Linked DNA regions of Mus musculus: all the other regions are linked to region 1. Evidence: chromatin contacts called from public HiCAR-type and promoter capture Hi-C data. All regions are on one chromosome and are shown on one strand. Each heading gives the region's core, a stretch centred on a gene start, on an enhancer-like site or on the middle of the called end of the contact. The rest is flanking DNA. Distances are from core to core; before and after follow the strand shown. Region 1 holds the start of Rps20 (ribosomal protein S20). Region 2 overlaps Nsmaf (neutral sphingomyelinase (N-SMase) activation associated factor). Region 3 overlaps Sdcbp (syndecan binding protein). Region 4 has its middle 20 kb from the start of Sdcbp.

Region 1 (2,999 bases), core at 146-2,645:
AAAGGAACTCTACCTCACACAAAAACAAAGCAGAACAAAACAAATAGTCAAGAAAGGAAAAGAAAAACAAAGTTAGACTTTTTTCTGATGTTAAGTCTACTAGTAGTCTAAGAGGTCAATGGATTATATTTAAAAATAATTGAACTCGAAAACTCCCCTAACTTTAACACTTACCTAATTGTTCAATGACAGCAAAACTTCATGTACACTGTGAGTCAGAAAGCCAGTTCCTAGTTAGGTCGAATCCCGACCAAGCAAGTGAATCGGTGCTGGCGCTCCCAAAGCTCAGAAGAACATGGCTTAGGGAGTTCTCCTTGGAGGGGAATCAGTGCTCTGGGTTTGGCAACTCGGAGCAAGTAACTTTCACCTACAAAATAATGTTATTTCCTCCTGTGTTGTCTGTAACCCACCTCCAGGCTTACATTCTATTTGACCTTGCGCAGTGGGTAGTGTAGATTAATCTGCACCATCCTCTGCGTCCTAGGACATTTGACCTGAGGACATTTGGCTTTCTTTCTGCTGTACGCAGACACTAATTTTATTATGAACAACTGCTCCGTTCTAAGGAGTCCCCGGAGGTCTCAGCCATCATAACATAGCAGAACGGAGCTCCATCGCAACATAGAGAAGAGAATATTAAAACTGGGTAGATGGGTTCCAGGCCAGGCTGCAGGTACAATGCCCTGTGACCCCACAGAGCACTGGGACTAGAGTTCTGCCTTCACTTAATTGAACTAACTGAAGCTAAACCTGGGTTTCCAGCAGATATAGACGTTTCCAATATTCCTGGAAGCCCAAAGCCAAAATATCACAAAAGGGCATTTCAGCTCCGAAAAGCAGTTTCCGAATAATTTTTAGAATATAAGCTTAGTAATTAATGGGGGGTGGGGGGGAGGTGGGGTGTGTGTGTGTGTGGGGGGGGTGCCACAGCTCTCGTCAGAAGACAAGTTTCCGAAAACCACTATCTCCTTCTACAAGGATTCACAAGATTGAACTCAGGGTGTCAGCTCATGGATGGAGTGCGTTTTCCTGCTAAGCCCTGACTTCTGTCTTCAGCACCAAGTAAATAAATGCCCTGTCACGATCATTCTTCCCCAAGGTCCGTGTCAGCTAACCTCAAAACAACTCTTCCCTTGTCAGACAAAAGCAAGCTGATCGAGTATGCATGCGAAGCATATTTCGCACTGTAAAGACCGTAGGTGCTTGTGCAGAGAGCACCTGGCATGAGTTTTCTCCGCTCCAGCTTCGTCTGTCCTCCGAGTCAGGACAGGGACTCCGCCGAGAGGCCAGAGGGCGCGCGCGCGTCCTCGCCTTTCCCGCCAACTAGGCGGGGACGCAGCCCGGCCTCCCCCACGGCGACCTCTTCGCGGGCGGGGCGGTTCCTGTTCCGGGTCACAAAGCACCCGGATGCGCACGTGCTTTATAAGCGCCCGGCGCCGTCCGGCCCCTCCTTTCTGAGCCCCGGCGGTGCGCGCTACGGAGCTCGGCCAGCCTGCTCCGTCCTGACTCACCGCTGTTCGCTCCTGCTGAGGAACAAGTCGGTCAGGAAGCCGCGCCTCAGCCATGGTGAGGTGGGGGGCGTCGCCACGCGGCCTGGGGCGTCGGCGGGGCTCGACTTGCTGGGGCGCCGGGAGCGCAGAGCCCGGGAGAGGGCTCCCGCCGCGGCGAGGGCCCGGGAGAGGGTCCTCATGGCGGTTGTGTAGGAGTGGGCCTCCACTTACGGGTCGCTGTTTGTTTTTCCCGCCTGGGTGATAACAGGCATTTAAAGATACCGGAAAGACGCCCGTGGAGCCCGAAGTGGCGATTCACCGAATTCGAATCACGCTCACCAGCCGCAACGTGAAGTCGCTGGAGAAGGGTCAGTACGATGCTCGGGGTGGCTTGGTGATCGCTGGGGCGCGGTCGGCGATGAGGAGATACCAACCGTATTGAGTTATAGTGATATTTCTTATACGCTATTCTGAGCCGATAGGCGAACTTGTTTAAAACGCCTCGAGTCATTCTGAGTTAACTGAAAGACCATGCTTTCTTAACCCGCAGTTTGTGCGGACTTGATCAGAGGCGCCAAGGAAAAGAATCTGAAAGTGAAAGGACCGGTGCGCATGCCTACCAAGGTAAGGGACAGGTAGACTCGAGTACTGGTAGACTGGTGGGGAGGGGGAAGGTCAGAGTTTGATTGCCAAATAAATTCAGAGATTAAATTTACATTCCTAAGAATACAAGTTATTAGGGGCCAAATGTCTGGTGGCGATTGAGTATGATACCTTTCTTAAAGCAAACTCCAAAACTCTCTAGTAAAGGTTGCTGAAACCTGTTAACATACAGAGAAAATGGTTCAGAAATGGACTAATTTTGTTTTATTGCAGACTTTGAGAATCACTACCAGAAAAACACCTTGTGGTGAAGGTTCCAAGACCTGGGATCGATTCCAGATGAGGATCCACAAGCGACTCATTGATTTACATAGTCCTTCTGAGATTGTTAAGCAGATTACTTCCATCAGTATTGAGCCGGGAGTTGAGGTTGAAGTCACCATTGCAGATGCCTAAGACAACTGAATAAATCGTCTTAATGGTCAAATTTTGCTGGCTTTTGTTCAGGTTTTTTTTTTTTAATTCATGTTTATGAGTGTAAATGTGTGTGTCACAGGGGTGTCAGATGTTCTTTGAACCACCATGTAGGTGCTGGAAACCCAACCTGCATCCTCGGAGAGAACAGGTTCCTTAACCACTGAGCAAGTACTGAAGCATTAAACTGCTTTTAAAAATGAAGGTGTGCTAACAGATTGGTCAGGTGAAAAAGAGACGTTAGGTTTCCTGCAGGGGGCGCTAAGCCAATTTAAAGACTAAGTTGGGTTAGAAAAGAGCAGATTGCATCCTTGATCTTTTAAGCCTGGGGATTTTGTTTTGTTTTGGGATAGGGTCCCAACACAGAACAGGCTGACCTCATTAAATATCAATCTTATTTGATTGCCTCTGCTCCCAGAGTACTGGAATTAA
Region 2 (2,999 bases), core at 245-2,744, 2.6 Mb before region 1:
ATTGATAATTTAGTTGTTTCCACACTACTTTTTAAATTCACAAATCAGAAATGGAGTTATTTTTTAGTTAAGCATTTTAGGAGTAGAAAAGGCATCTTTGAGTGGTTTTATATGGAGAAATGAAACTGACCTAAAAGCAATTGTAATTATGTGTTCTAACCCTGATAAAGGAAGTGTGCTAAGGGTAGGGTCTTTCTCTGTGGCCCAAGCTCCTGTCTCAGCTTCCTCCTAGTGCTGGCATAAAACGTAGCACCGCTGCTCTTTATGTAGGCTCTAAAAGTCGGTCTTAACAATATAAAAGTAGGAAGTCACATGATGGAGAAAGAGCTTCAGGACTGATCAGTTAGGAGACATTTGTTTCTGTGATATGTAAGCTCTTCAATTAATAAACAAGCCAGGCCTCCATTGTGCCATTTGAAAGCATGTCAACCTTATTTAAGCAGCCACTTGATGACTGTAGTGTTTCGGCAGGTAAGCAAGCTCACTCACACTGAGGTTAAGCCGAGGCAGTGGATTGGTTCCTAACTTTTCTTACTTTTGCTGGAAACATCTTTGCAGGTTCCAAAGTGTTTCTGAAAAGCTGCACATGGAGTGCAAAGCAGAGATGGTAACACCTCTAGTGACGAACCCTGGGCATGTGTGCATTACAGACACCAGCCTGTATTTCCAGCCTCTCAATGGGTACCCGGTACGTAGATCTCGGGGCCATGTTCAGTGCTTGCTTCTGTCTTTCAGCTAAATTTTCCAGGAACCTGATGTTATAGTTACTATGCCCTCACATCTTGGGGAAGGTCAAAGTCGTTTGACAACCCTGTGTAGCAGTGTGGCTTCCTAGTGCCCTGTGTAGTTGGAGTAGATGCACACTCCCCCGTATTTCAGCCATTCTGAAGGACCTTGTACCCAGTAGTGCGTAAAGAAAGTCCGCCCCTCCTGACTATGGATGAGACTTCTCCTCCTGCTGGGAAGCTCGGGGTAAGACACCCAGAAAAGGCTGTGGTGAATGAGAAGCTGATGGTGAGAGGGGGACTGCTTGCTTCTCCTTCACTGCAGACAGTGGGTCTCTGGCTTCCGTGAGTGCTGGTGTAAGGTTCTCACAGCTAGTGTGGCATCATGTATGATGCCACAGTCAGCAGCTGTAGGACCGTCCCCTCCCACCATCTAGGAAATCATCTTCTCTTTGAGAACACTAGACCTAAAACTATGCCAGGAAGTGAACACAAACTCAGATCTCTACACCACACTAACACTAGTAGAGACTCACTGCTTGCTTTTCCAGAGATGGGCCTTTTCTGTGTGGGCCATGCTAGCAGGACAAGTCCCGTCTCTCTGGCCACACAGCTGTGCCGTTTGCAGGGAACCTTAACCACAGGGGGCGGGCATTTTCTGTGGAAGAAGAGAATGCTCTGGAAATTGTCTAGGCTTCATTGGCTCTAAACACCTCACTCAGACATGGTGTCATAACACTTTTGTTCACTAGATGGCGGCACATACTGGGCAAAGCTTCCAATGACATGGCACATGGCTGGCTGGCTTGGTGTTCTCTGATACTGGCTGCTACTGTTACTATTTTTGGTCAGAAACTTGCAGAAAATGTATGGCACCACAGCCTCAGGGGACACAGTGCACATGTGTTTATTCCCAACTCCTGGCCAGGCTTCCTCACTGATGCATAGCCTGGCTTTCCTGTCACCTGGGAGCAGGAATGTTGGAGCTCTGCCCTTTACCTAAGCATACAATATTTTCTAATTTTGACTCTCTCTTATTACTGTTTATTATTATTATTTCAAGTTCCAGAGAATCAATTTTTTTTCCTTTAAAAAAGTAACAGCTTTAATTATGTTTTAATTTATGAGCTTTAATACTCTGTAATATTAAGGAGATGAAAAACATAATTCTTTAAAATAAAAAAGATGATAGGGAAAAGCAAGCCCTAGAGAAACTCAGGGCTGGAGCAATGGTTCAGTAGTTAAGAGCATGTGCTGCCAGCCATGAGGACCAGAGCTAGAACCCTGGCACCCACAGCACATGGCATCCCATGCATCCCAGAAACCTCAGCGCAGAGCTGGGTGGAGACAGGTTCAGGGAGAGACCCTGCCCCAACAGATAGGTGGAGAGAGAGCAAGAGCGAGAGAGAGAGAGAGAGAGAGAGAGAGAGAGAGAGAGAGAGAGCAAGGGGCACCTGATGAATCCTCCTGGCCTTCACATATGAGTGAAGATGCATGTAGCCCTACATACTTAGGTGCCTGCAGACACTCTAAGGTACATCGACAATCAGACAGACAGACAAATAATTTTCTAAAAGAACAGACTTTTTGAATAGCTATTTATGCTCATTCCTGAATGTTCCACACTATACACTAACCCTTGTGATACCTGAAAGATGAAGGTACCATTTTCATCTGAGATTACTGACAAGGGTTAGAAACGTGTCCAAGCTAAATGTGAAACCAGGTATGATTTGTCCAAGATCTCACCTAGGTGTTCACCTGCAGCGCAGTGGGAAGGCAAGGATGGGCTTCTCTTCCTCCCTACTGTAAGATACAACCAAACAGTTTCTAACTGAGCTACAGTTGTGACACTTGACACTGTCTCTGTGCTTTTTAAAGAAACCTGTGGTCCAGATAACACTGCAGGATGTCCGGCGCATTTACAAAAGGAGGCACGGCCTCATGCCTTTGGTGAGTTCGGTTGCCTGTGGGGGAGTCAAGTCTGCAGTGTAGCGGCTGAATGACTTGTAGGCCCCTGCACAGGCCTGGAAGCACACATGTGCAGTCTGTGAGCATGTGGAAGCTAGAAATTGATACAGGAATTACATTTCTGGAAATAAGAGGTTCTATTGCAGAAAATATTTTTTTGTTCAAAGAGCAAAACGCTGGAGAGTTCTCCAGCTTCTTGCTCGTGAGTTTTCAGAGCTTCTGGCCTGAGGCTAGACCAGTGTTTGCAGAGCAGTCCAGTGTGCCTCCACCTTGTACCCACTGCAGGTGGGTCTCAGAGTGAGA
Region 3 (2,999 bases), core at 197-2,696, 2.5 Mb before region 1:
CGGTGTCTCCAAGTGAAAACTCTGGATTCACACTATTATTCCCCACTGTAGATGGGTTATTACAGCTAGCCAAACTATTTTCATTTTAATGATTTGACACTAATATTCTGTGATCTATTTAGATAAATTCAAAAATATACTTACATTATCTATTGACTTAAGTCTGAGCCCAATTTTTCCATCTTGATCCTTACACAAAATAACTTCACGGATCCCTTGCTTAATTTCTGCTCTCCGAATTCCAGCATCGTTACCTGTCACAGGTGCTACCATATAGTTCACACTGGATGGTCTTGCTACCAACTGCTAAGAAAAATACAAATTTGACAGTATTTAGAAACACAGCAATTAACTGGAACACACTCAGTTACAGTTCTTATAAATATTGCTCCATTAACAAATTCCCTCTAGTGAAGTCTGATTCCCACAATAATGCCAGTGGTTTTCTTTCCCCCATTACCCTTGGATAGAGAAAACTCAGTGACTTGTTACTTAAGTCAACTGGTACCCCTGTGTATGGGATCTGCTGCTGAACTGCATCAGCTAGCAACCACATAAGTGACACCAGCTGTCTCAAAAGACTGCATTGCCCAACGAGGTCATGCGACCTTAGACTGGGTAAGTGCACTTCCATGAAGCTGGTGCAGCAGGGAAAGCAAGCATGAATCATTTCTCAGAAGATATTCTGTCGCCAACAACTACACTGCAGTTTGCCTTGATTTCAAACATATTTTCCTAGAACTTAAACGTCACACTAGACTTTTGCAACTTTCTTTTTTCAGGGATTTTCTGTGATATAATCATAAAATTATCAATTTAAAAATAAGTTAATATGAACAAGGCTTTAAGTCAGGAATGAAATAAAAAGACAACATAAAAACATATTAAACTGCTCTTGACAAAAATCTCCGTGTGTACACATTGGGATTAGGAAAACCGAGGCACCAAGAGCAGGGCAGTAGAACTGTGGCTGATCTCATACAGAAGGTAAGTCAGCTCCAAATGGACTCCCAAAGCCATAACTGTGGAGATCTGCACATAAAACTAGGAGAAAACGCAAGACAAATCTCTCAATGACCTTTGTATGTAAGGAGAGCTACATCCGACTTAATGAGATCCTTCACAGCCGGGGTGGGGCCCAGAGGTGGGTCGTTTGAGAACAGCCTCAAAACCTATCTCAAAACAAACAAAAAAGTTCTTCACAACAAAAGCAGCATTCACCAAACTGAAAGCAGCCCATGGAATGGGAGAAGTTATTTGAAAATCATCATGTAGTAAGTGGCAAATATCCAAATGCATAAATAACTCAAAACTCAACAGCAAAAACAGCACACTCAATTTAAAAATGGGCAAAATGCCTACATACAAGCTTTTCCCAAAGATAACAAGAGGGTGGGTGGGTGACAGATCATTTATCATTAGAGAATCACAGCCAGAGAGATGACATCACCACCCCGTGTGTCAGTGTGCTGGGAACAAGCACAAGACTGACTCCAAGTACTACCACTTCATTGTCAGACTCCATTTAATCATAGGGAAAAACAAAATTCAGGTCCCAGACCCTAGGGGAGCTGGGGACTTCCCGATAGCTGAACAGCCTCCATTAAAAGGAAGCAGCTGAAAGCGTCCAGACATCTCCAGGACAACTGCTCCATGTTGCTGGTGGGGTCAAACCAAGTTCATGTTCACAGACCCAAGAACCTCCTCCAATTGGTGAAAACTCCCTTGCTAAGCCTTTATGTCAAAATATGATTGAGCAATGGTACAGCCCGCCGCACTTCTGCTTTACGCTTTCTTCCTTTAAATATGCCCTACAACATCCTTTCAGGCTACTCAATCAGTAGTGGCTTGATTGCAATAAATTTTGTCACCTACATTAACCTGGTGCTTGAGTCAAGTTGAATTTATGTTGGATTTAAACAGACCCCTCAGCAAGTATTATCTATCAAAAAAGACAAAAGTGCTGAAAAACGCAGGGGAAGGTCTAGGGGAAGGTTTAGGAGTACCCAGCCTTTAACGTAGCCAAGATATTTTAAAATTAACTGAGGGGTGTGTGTGTGTGTGTGTGTGTGTGTGTGTGTGTTCCATCCCTGAATCCAAAGAGTTCCTGGGTGTGTGGCTGGAAGCATGCAACCCAACAAGAGCACAGAGCGGTGTAGCCCAAACTCACTGGTACAGTATACCTTCTGTATAAAGCTGTATAAAGCTGTATACCTTCTGTATAAAGCTGGGGGGAAAAACTAAGTGGAACACAAAAGCAAAAACTACACGGTATGTGAAGTGAATTATGTACTAAGTGAAATATATGCTAAGAGAAATGTGCAGAACAAATTAAGTAAACAAAACGATAGAATAAGAACAGAGTATACCACAGAGCCTTATAAATGCAGATACTTCTAAAGTAACTTCAGATTACCTTCAAAGCAAGAAATGTACAAATGGGGAGGGGACACTTGTATGATGCTCACATAAAGGGATCAAAGTATACAGACCTGGGCAAAGGAAGTCAGATACACTGAAATAATAGCTATAATTGGCTTTTTTTCTTTGTTAGAAGATAAATTTTCTATAAACATAGCAACTAGCATTTTTGTTTTCTCCATGCCTCTTTTTACTTTACTGTTGGTTGACTTTACATTTTTTACTTTAAATTTTTTAAGATTTATTTTTATATAATTCATCTATATGTCTGTATTTGCCACTTCTGTGGATGCCTGAAGATGTCATATCCTCTGGGGCTGTCTTCTGGCATAGCAGCAAGCACTGTAGCCACTGAGCCACGTCTTACAACTTGCCTAGCCGCTCCGAGGCTGCAACTATTAGAACCCCTCCCCTAGGTCCAAGCTGCAACAGGCTGCATCCCTAAGCGTTCTGGCCCCAGCACTGATCCACTCCATCCTAGGGCAGCAGCTGGCTTTCGCCACTTCTATCTGGGTTCTACTTTTTCCTTTGAAAATCTTTGACCATTTATCTAATTTCTCAAATCACTTCAGCTGAAA
Region 4 (2,999 bases), core at 169-2,668, 2.5 Mb before region 1:
AATGGAACTGGAGAATGATTGTGGGCTAAAAGGAACTGAAAGAGGCAACTTCACTCATGTGTACCGTAGTGCCACCATCATGGACTCGATAGATCAACTGACTTGTCCTTGGTTAGATACCACCATATGGCAGACCTGGAAAAGGCTCTTCTCTCCATTGGCGTGGTCTTGGAGAGTCAAGAAAAAATTGTCTTCACCCGGGAAGGTGATTCATGGGAAGCTCTCAGGCTCACAGCTGCTGATTCCACATTTGCCAGAGAATCAGAAGTTGGCACAGTATCATCATTATAACAACACAGCGTGGTTGCCTTGGGCTGTTTTCAGAATCCAGAGTCCCAAGCTACCAAACCATGGTAGACGGTGAGGCTAAGCAAATACCTCAGACAAAAACGATGGATGTTCATTGTGGGCCCCCCCCCCCCCAGGTGGGAAGTCTTTTGACATCTAGGAAAACAAACAGGAGTCTGTGACAGTCTTTCATGTGACCGGCCATAAACCTTTACTCAGTGTAGGAGTATGAGGGAATGGTAAGGCCAGTGGGTTAGCCAGTATTCTGTAGATACAATGGCCAGGAACAGAAGAGTCTGCTGTATGGCTGTACTGGCAACTAGGACATACAGGCAGCAAGGCCATGGTATAGATAAATGCTCAATGGAAAATGAGACTTCTGAAGGAAGGGATGTTTTCCGGGCAATCCCCAAACAGTAGTGACTGCAATAAGCCTAGTTGGAAGAAGAGCAAGAAGAACCCCCTAATACTTAACAAGTTGACTACATCAGGTGCCTTCCTGTGTCTGACGATTGTGCTTGTACCTTTACAGTACTGATATGATGACAGGTCTCTTGTTTGCTGATCCTATTGCCCAGGCTGACCAGAAGGCAACCACAGCATCTCCTCTAGCCTAAAGTGAACTGTAATACTTTAGGATGAAGAGCCTGATTACTGGTCAAATGTTGTTCTTCTCTATAGTGTAGCTGTGGACGATGGGCTCAAGAACTGTTCCTGTAGGCAGTTCTAATAAGGTGCCTGGGGTATGTGGAATGAAGGGAATAAAGACTGTAAGGGGAAGAGAAAGGTTTAGATATGGCTGCTACTAAATGTCTGTGGAACCATAAGTAAGCAATAAATGCAAGTGGTATATAGTTCTTTATATATAGCCCATTATATGTTAATGGGTTATGTAACTCATTCTGGAAAGAAGCCATTTTGCGGTGATTATGTATAAAATGTCCTTAGGAGCAAGGGCATATGATCTAGCCCTGCATAAATTCTGTCACATCTTCCCTCAGCTGCACATATCACCTTTAATTACTTGGCTCCTTACTAACCTCCATTATTGGCACTCAAGATGGGCTTGTCAACACTGTCTCATCTCCGAGCATCACAGGGAGATGGTAAGTAGTCTATAGATAGTTCAGGATAGGGAAACAGCTGTTCCCTAACTGCTACTCCAGTCAATGGTGATTGCTCTATGCTATTATTAGCATCTTACTTACCCTCACTATGTCTAGTTTATAAAATAATTTATGTTATAGGCCTGCATGGATAGAAAACACATAGTATATAAAGAGGTTACTGCTGCCCTAAATTTTAAAGCATTACAGTGTCCTGAAATGTATCCTATACATGAGGGGATCTGCTGTGATCCCTCAGTTCTTAGCTCTAGCCTCCATCCACCTCCTGGCAGCTATCTCTGTACCAGGGGCAGATGGACAAGGTGCACTGTAGGAGGCCATATGGCCATCTGCCTTTGACTTTGTTCTGCATCATCTTGAGTTTCTCCCCCATGGCCCTCTGTGTTGAGTTGGAGAGTCCCAAGCCTTTCCTTCGCTCTCGTATAGGCAATGCATTGTCTAGCAGCTTCTTGAGAAAGAGACTATAAAGAGACACGCTTAAGGCTTTGCCTCTATAAAGATTTGAGTCTAGATGTTAAATAAAATGAAGCCATGGAAGGAGGCAGGGAGTGAAGCAGGCTAGAAAACCAACCTTGGCTGAAAAATGGTGTTCAGATGTGAAAGGGGAATATTACACCAGTTCTAGTTTTCCTTGAGATTATTCTTGCTTTCTCACTGTAATTTCTTTATAAAACCTCATGGGTCTGACAAAATGCTTTCTACAAAAATACATGCTATAAACAACATGGCAGATGGCACGCACAGGCTGAAAGACAGAACACGGTGCTTAGCGTGTTCTCAAATAGAAGCAGCAAGCAAAAGCAAGGCAGCTATTTAAAAGCATGTCTTAAATAAATTTTTTTTTTTAAAAAAGAGCATGTTCCCTGCCCAGTCTTACTCTGAGATGGCTTTGAAGGCAGGAACTTGTCTCCACATTTTTAAGGTGTGTGTGTGTGTGTTCTGTGTGTGTATTTTAACAGACCAGCTTTATAAAAATTAAAAGCTTGAGTAGTGGACTACTACCTTGTTTTGAAATCAAGAGGGACTCTTCTTCCCCCCTCCTTCTCTCTGACTTTTCCTTGTTTCCTGGCAGCTACCTTATCTGTCAGCACACCTTAGCAATCACAAAACCATCAAGAGACTCATAGCAACTCTTGAATACACTAACACTAAAGGAAGGCACCACCTTAAGCTTTTCTTATGGGCTTGTGTATTGGTGAAGCCTTTTCTGTAATTGTGGACAAAGGTTGTCACTGATTACATGGGGGAGATGCACTGGGGACATCCCATGCATAGGACTCAAACTGTGTTGATAGTATCACATTGTATCATTTCCCCATTTATTAATTTCATGTGAGTCAATTCACATGCCTTAAACACATGATGTTCTGTGATGGTTTCCATTCGCCATAAAGAGAAGCTTCTTTGAGGAGGTTTGGTAGCTAGGAGAGAGGGATTTATTCTCTGCCCTCTTATTGGTTGTCCAGTACAAAGTGGTCAGCATATGTATACAAGCAACAAGCCAGACTCAGCAAGTAGTAGTTATGTATTTCTGCATACAGAGAGAGAGAGAGGGGGGGGAGAGAGAGAGGGGGGGGGGAGAGA

Evidence for each region. Promoter capture Hi-C pulls out the DNA fragments that hold promoters and counts their contacts. HiCAR-type assays count read pairs that join an accessible place to other places.
Region 2: a promoter capture Hi-C map of liver shows a contact between it and region 1, with 4 times the contacts expected there. The contact joins the enhancer-like site here to the promoter of Rps20 in region 1. A contact is called at or near these places in 5 of 39 promoter capture datasets (cranial neural crest, hippocampal neurons, liver and 1 more) and 1 of 115 datasets of contacts at active chromatin or transcription factors (astrocytes).
Region 3: a contact with region 1 is called in a HiCAR-type map of astrocytes, with 6 times the contacts expected there. The contact joins the enhancer-like site here to the promoter of Rps20 in region 1. A contact is called at or near these places in 3 of 39 promoter capture datasets (the 3T3-L1 cell line, liver and pre-B cells) and 2 of 115 datasets of contacts at active chromatin or transcription factors (astrocytes and large pre-B cells).
Region 4: a promoter capture Hi-C map of hippocampal neurons shows a contact between it and region 1, with 4 times the contacts expected there. The contact joins the enhancer-like site here to the promoter of Rps20 in region 1. A contact is called at or near these places in 6 of 39 promoter capture datasets (the 3T3-L1 cell line, the HPC-7 cell line, cranial neural crest and 3 more) and 1 of 115 datasets of contacts at active chromatin or transcription factors (large pre-B cells).

The regions. Positions count from the first base shown.
Region 1 is chr4:3,834,051-3,837,049 of GRCm38.p6, reverse strand. Rps20 (ribosomal protein S20) reads left to right here and starts at 1,395. Exons shown (of 4, transcript NM_026147.6): 1 at 1,395-1,566; 2 at 1,759-1,858; 3 at 2,041-2,114; 4 at 2,367-2,999. The coding sequence starts at 1,564. The coding sequence ends at 2,549. It overlaps Gm32823 (a long non-coding RNA gene), which reads right to left and starts at 1,401. Exons shown (of 5, transcript XR_881078.2): 1 at 1,116-1,401; 2 at 175-367. It overlaps LOC115490074 (a small nucleolar RNA gene), which reads left to right and starts at 1,904; the gene lies at 1,904-1,971.
Region 2 is chr4:6,426,081-6,429,079 of GRCm38.p6, reverse strand. Nsmaf (neutral sphingomyelinase (N-SMase) activation associated factor) reads left to right here. Exons shown (of 31, transcript NM_010945.2): 10 at 559-688; 11 at 2,607-2,678. Among named protein-coding and RNA genes, the nearest start is that of Nsmaf, 27 kb to the left of the region's middle. Within about 2 kb of position 1,494, at least 51 of the 459 cell types and tissues checked have an H3K27ac peak or open chromatin away from gene starts, as enhancers often do.
Region 3 is chr4:6,382,333-6,385,331 of GRCm38.p6, reverse strand. It overlaps Sdcbp (syndecan binding protein), which reads right to left. Exons shown (of 9, transcript NM_001098227.1): 5 at 145-306. Among named protein-coding and RNA genes, the nearest start is that of Sdcbp, 18 kb to the right of the region's middle. Within about 2 kb of position 1,446, at least 101 of the 459 cell types and tissues checked have an H3K27ac peak or open chromatin away from gene starts, as enhancers often do.
Region 4 is chr4:6,344,325-6,347,323 of GRCm38.p6, reverse strand. No RefSeq gene overlaps it. Among named protein-coding and RNA genes, the nearest start is that of Sdcbp, 20 kb to the left of the region's middle. Within about 2 kb of position 1,418, at least 12 of the 459 cell types and tissues checked have an H3K27ac peak or open chromatin away from gene starts, as enhancers often do. A contact at or near this core is called in hippocampal neurons, where this site is marked.